Linked DNA regions of Mus musculus: region 1 is linked to region 2. Evidence: chromatin contacts called from public HiCAR-type data. All regions are on one chromosome and are shown on one strand. The core of a region is the stretch at or near the end of the contact, and the rest is flanking DNA. Distances in the headings are between cores, read along the strand shown. Region 1 holds the start of Ythdf3 (YTH N6-methyladenosine RNA binding protein 3). Region 2 holds the start of Armc1 (armadillo repeat containing 1).

Region 1 (2,700 bases), core at 37-2,536, 3.0 Mb before region 2:
CTACAGAATGAGGTTTTAAAAAATTTTTAATTTTTGAAACGTAGCCTTGGCTGTCCTGGAACTCATATAGATCAGGCTAGCCTCAAACTCACAGAGATCCACCCTCAAGTGCTGAGTTTAAAGGTATGTGCTCCCTCACCCAGCCTTCAATTTTTGTAGCAGCAGTTATCACACAAGATACTGTGACTATTTAATCAATTATATTGCCTGACATTTCAGGAGTACTCACTGAGTTACAGTTTTGATGCGGGGACTCACTCAGTGAAGAAACAAGAAGTGGCTGATTATGTATGTCAGGCCTTAGTTTACTCATGACGCCAAGGTTTAGGTTAAGAGACTTCTCCAAGGTTATAAACTAATCATTGCTAGGTAAGAATTCAAACTGAGATTCGTGGAATTCCAAAGCCATGCTTCTCAGATAGGAGTAAAGTCAAGGCCTGCAAGCCTTTTCTATTAGTTTTCGCTATGCACTTTCAACTTTCCAGCCTCAATTCCTCTTCCGACAAACTCCTTGAAAACCAAAAATGTTTTTGGGAGTGGGAGCTAGGTAGAGCAATGTAGAATAAGGGGGACCTTGGGAAATGGACTGATTTGCAGCTCAGGGTCCGAACAGAAGGAACACAAGAGAAAGGGATTTGGGTTGACCACACCTAAAATTGCCTTTTGAGGATTTGCATGAGAAGCAATCTTGACACAGTGATTCTAAAATATTGTGGTACTACATATAGAAAACTGTGATTTTCCTAATTTCCTGCTTCATAGGTTAGCACTTAAACTGGGAGGTTTTAAAAGGATTTGGCTAGTTAGGAATGCACACTACACCACACCTGTAAAGAAATCTTACTTGGGAAGGAAATTCAATAAAAATGCCAAAATTATAATTGGACTGACTTTCTTTGTTTTTGCCAACAGGTAAGAAAGTAACATTACCAGTTTCTAGGGACATTTTAACATTTTCTTTTTTTCGGGAGGGGCAGCAGTCTTGCAACTGTTTCTCTTTCCGAAGGCTATTTTATTCAATAAAAACCAACCCCATCCCAGTAGAGAGTTAGAAAGCATTCATTGAGAGCGTGCTCCCGCACCCCGCACGCACGCACGCACGCCCGGTGGTGGCTGAGCGGACAGGCGCTGCTGGACCGCTTCTGTAGCCTCCAGGCTAACAACGCCCGAGCCCAACGCTCACGGTACCGCGCATGCGTCTAAAGTACAGCTGCGCCTCCGGGTCTCTGCCCCCCTCCCCTCTCCGATGACGTGCACGGCGGGGGCGGAGCCCGAGGCCGTGGCGGGAGTGGGGGAGGAACTGCGAGGTGTGCGTGGACGTCAGACTGGATAGCGGAAGGTCAGGACGGCCCGGAGCGGAAGTGGGGCTGAGGCGCCTGTCCGCCATTGTGGGCCCGAGGATCGGAGGACGAGCGGGGACGAGCAGTGTGCAGGCGGCGAGCTCGGGCCCCTTCCGCGACTCCCGAGCGTGAGCCCTCTCCCTGGAGCCTGCGAGAGCGGCGGCGGCGGAGGCCGGAGCAGAGCTTCGCGAGGGCGGTAGTCGACTGCTGTGAGTGCTCTCGGCGAGGCCCAGGCAGCGGCGGCGGCGGCGGCGGTTCCTCTCGGGTTACGGTGAAGAATGTCAGCCACTAGCGTGGATCAGGTGAGGGAGCAGGGCCCCGGCTCGGCGAAGGCCGGAGCTGCAGAGCTCCACCCTCGCGTGCGGCGCGGCTCCTCTAGCCGCCGCTAGCTCCGTAACGGCGCCGCGGGTCCCGGTTGTCGGGGCTGCTGCCCAGGCCGGCCTGAGCGCGGGCGGCTGAGTCTGCGGCCGGCGCCCGTGACCACAGGCCCGGAGGTCCCGGCGGCCGCCGCGGGGCCCGGAGCTGGCGGGTGCCGGAGGCGAGGCGGAGAGGCGGCGGGAGGCGGCCGGGCGGAGAGGTTGCGGAGGATCTGGTGGGGTTCACACCTACGCGGATTGTTCTGAAGAACTTGTTTGCAGTGGCTCTGTTTAACGCACTTTTCTTCCCCCTCCCCCTCTTTACCACCTCTGTCGTCTTGCTTCAGAGACCTAAAGGGCAAGGAAATAAAGGTGAGTTTGTTTGTTTGTTTTCCCCTTAGGTGTTCCCTTGATGTGATTTTTTTTTAAAAAAAACTGTAAGCGGTTTCTTTCTTGTTTTTGCACTTCTTTCTAAATATAAAGGATAGAAAAACATCCAACGCAGCTAACAGACAACATTTACTTAGCTCCTGGGTTTGTAGAAACCGAAGTACTAAGAAGAAACAGCTGTCTTGGTTGTATTTCAATGAACGTAATGTTATTTCTTCAGTTTACCATTTATGTTTGTTACATAACTTAGGTCATACTTTTTTCTACATTTGTGTATAGTTGGATAAGTTTTTAAAGTGAACAGCATTCTGTTTGAAATTTCGGGATTACATTTAAACTTGGCAAATCACATGGCGTTCTATGCCACATTGGGTGAAAATCATGCCCCAATCACTGAATAGAATCAGTGAAGTTGCTTGCAAGGAGACAACACCACTATAGAACTCCTAACAAGTATGTAATCTTACAGCAGCGCTCTGATTGGAAGGCGTGTCTCGATCTGGTTTCTTACAAAAGCCCGAGAAGGAAATTATTTGTGCAGTTATTGCTAGTGTTATATGATTTGCTATTTAAAAACTACCACTAAAAGTAAGGCAGTTAAAACACAAATGTAG
Region 2 (2,700 bases), core at 147-2,646:
TCCAAAGCCCGCACCTGGTGTCAATTACAAGACAATTATGAAACAGTTAACATTGATGTCTACTTTAAGAGTTGGGACGGCTAAGTTAAAACTCTCAAGAGACACATTCATTTTCTGAAAAGGGAAACGTCGTGCAAATGACAAAAGCTTTGTTCTCATTTTTCTGTATCTCAGTCTGAGTAGAGGTCACAGTGCATAGGACGTATGCCTTTACTTTTTCTTCTCCTTACTTAGCTCTGGCTGACCTATGTAGTTGAGATGAGCCTGAAACTAGGAGGGATCTGCCTGCCAATAGCTACCAAAGCAGGGATTAAAGGCATACCATCACGACCCAAACTTATTTTCTCTTCCTTGGCTCTATGTTGACAAACAGAACCCTTCGCAAACTTTAAGGACACTGCGATCACCTAAGGGACCTTGCCAAAAGTAAGTTCAAGCTCAGTGGGTGTAAGTGGGTCTGGGAATCTGAGATGTCCAACCAGCTTCCAGATGAGGATGCCAACGGGCAAGAAGTCTTGAAGCACGGAGTTAGAGACACGCGAGACATCAGTGTCTGGGCAGATGTCAGAAAGGTATTCCTTTTCTTATAGCTAAGAATCACCACTTAGTTAATAGAAGTATTTAGCCCTCACGTGCTAAGAGCTGCTGCGGGCACACACTTATCCTAAATCCTTAATGATTAAGCCGGGTTGAAAAGCAACTACCACTATCAAACGCCGAGACCCGATCTGGCTTCTCCTTGCAATTATAACTGTAACTCTTTTGGAATTGAATTACCGTCTCCAAGCCTCAGTTTCTTCAGGTAGCAGTTTTGAGCGGGTAACAGGGTGGGAAAAAAAAAAGGCAAGACAGTAAAATGTCTGGCAAGTACCATGCAAGCACAGAACTAACCCAGTGGGAAACTTCTACTGCAAGCGCTGAGGAGACAGTATCACCAAAGGAGCAGCTAAGTGCACAAATGCCCACCACCTGTGTACACGAGTTTCTCTTGAATGGAGGCCTGCGCGCAGAGGCTCGCAGATTTACAGAAAGAACGCCGCGACATGGACACCCGCTACTCGTAGGGCGGGCTGGCTGGTCAGAAGGAAGAGGAGAGAAGAGCACGTCCGGAGCCGTCCGAGGCAGCCCGCGGGATGCCGGCAGGAGGCGGGCGCAGCGGCCGGCCCGCGCAGCAGCGGCCCCTCGGCCCCACCTCGGCCCCGGCTACGTACCCTCCAGAGCTCCGGGCGTCCGGAGCCTGCCGCAGCATCAGAGCCGCACCCACCACGGCGGACAACGGGCGGCGAAGACCCCGAGCCACGGCCCGACTCAAAGAACCACAGGGCTGAGTCGCTGGCGGCGGAGGAGCTGCAGGCTCCGCGGTGACCCTGTCACCTCTGCTGGCTTTATTATCCCATTGGCTGAAAATGAAGCAACGTGAGGAAGGACACCCAACCAGAGGCGGGATGTTCTCAAACCTAGTAGCTCATTGGTGAGCTAGACCGGACCTATGAGGACCCAGAACACTGAATTGGAACCAAGGGCTCGCCGTCCACGGAGTGCTAAACAAATTTACAGCCATCGTGGCTCCGCGACTACAATTCCCAGGGTTCCCGCGGCAGGAAGGGCTTCTGCTTCTGTGTGCAGACACGCGAACAGAATAGTTTATCTTCAGCAAGTCTTCCAGGTCTGATAAAACAACCTGTAACCCTTCATCCACGTCTGTGCGTCTTTACCCAGAATCTTCGGACGTTTTTTTGTAGTTTTTACTATGAACGTCGACACTGTTTGGCCTCTCTGGATTTCGTTCATTTCTTTTCAGTGCTGCTTTCTAGCAAAGCGAGGGATGCGAAGTGCTTTTGTTGGGTTGGCCTAAGTGATTTGACATTGAAAAGAATTTTGTCTTTTCTCTTGTCAGAGACTTGTGTTAAGAGAGTTCTCCAGTTCATCATGAAGTTTTGTTAATGCTGTTTTCTATTTATCAAAGTAAAGACATACTTGTTTTATCGATACTAGTTACCGAGGAGTTGCTCTAGGTACGTTTTATTTTCCAAAGTATTTCTGAAATTGTTATCCAAGTCTCGCAGGCTAATCTGAAAATAATACATCCATCCACACTCCTTTTTGATCTTCGTTTCTACAATCTTATTCTGACGTGTTGCTCATACATTAAAGTTACAGGGACTTTGTTGTTATTCTTGTTACAAGGAATTTGAAAGGGCTTTAATTTGGAAAGGATGTGGAAGACACCACACCGGACTGTATTCTACGCTATTATCTCCAATATTTTGTAAGTGAATTTATAAACCAGACCGCCACGGCGGAATCTGAGCACTAAGTAGGTAAAGGCTGAAGGCAGACCATTTCAAGTTCAAGCCCAGTTTAGGCTAACTAAAGCTTCACAGAAACCTTGACTTAAAAAGAAAAAAAAAGAAGAAGAAGAAGAAGAACAAAAGAGTCCATCTCTTGAGTTTCTTAATGTTCCCGTGCTCTTGGTTATCTTATTATTAAAACCCAAAATGAAAACAAGTCCAAAGTAAAGCTTGGTAGAAAACAAGAACAAGACTCTAAATAACCATCTCACCTACAGGCAAAAGCCAGTCTGTGTGCTTTATTCACAAAGCCAAGACAGGGATTAGTGGTAAGAGAACATTGAGCCTAAATTAAAAACAGTGAATGTAGAAAGCAGGAAAAAAAAAAAAAAAAAGTAAATATACTAAG

What was found. HiCAR-type assays count read pairs that join an accessible place to other places.
Region 1: a contact with region 2 is called in a HiCAR-type map of astrocytes, with 10 times the contacts expected there. The contact joins the promoter of Ythdf3 here to the promoter of Armc1 in region 2. A contact is called at or near these places in 5 of 39 promoter capture datasets (the 3T3-L1 cell line, liver, neutrophils and 1 more), 1 of 484 Hi-C or Micro-C datasets (muscle stem cells), 6 of 115 datasets of contacts at active chromatin or transcription factors (astrocytes, embryonic forebrain, embryonic limb bud and 3 more) and 2 of 9 other capture datasets (adipose tissue and liver).

Annotation. Positions count from the first base shown.
Region 1 is chr3:16,181,879-16,184,578 of GRCm38.p6, forward strand. Ythdf3 (YTH N6-methyladenosine RNA binding protein 3) reads left to right here and starts at 1,287. Exons shown (of 5, transcript NM_001145919.2): 1 at 1,287-1,642; 2 at 2,044-2,068. The coding sequence starts at 1,619.
Region 2 is chr3:19,161,699-19,164,398 of GRCm38.p6, forward strand. Armc1 (armadillo repeat containing 1) reads right to left here and starts at 1,397. Exons shown (of 7, transcript NM_028840.3): 1 at 1,212-1,397.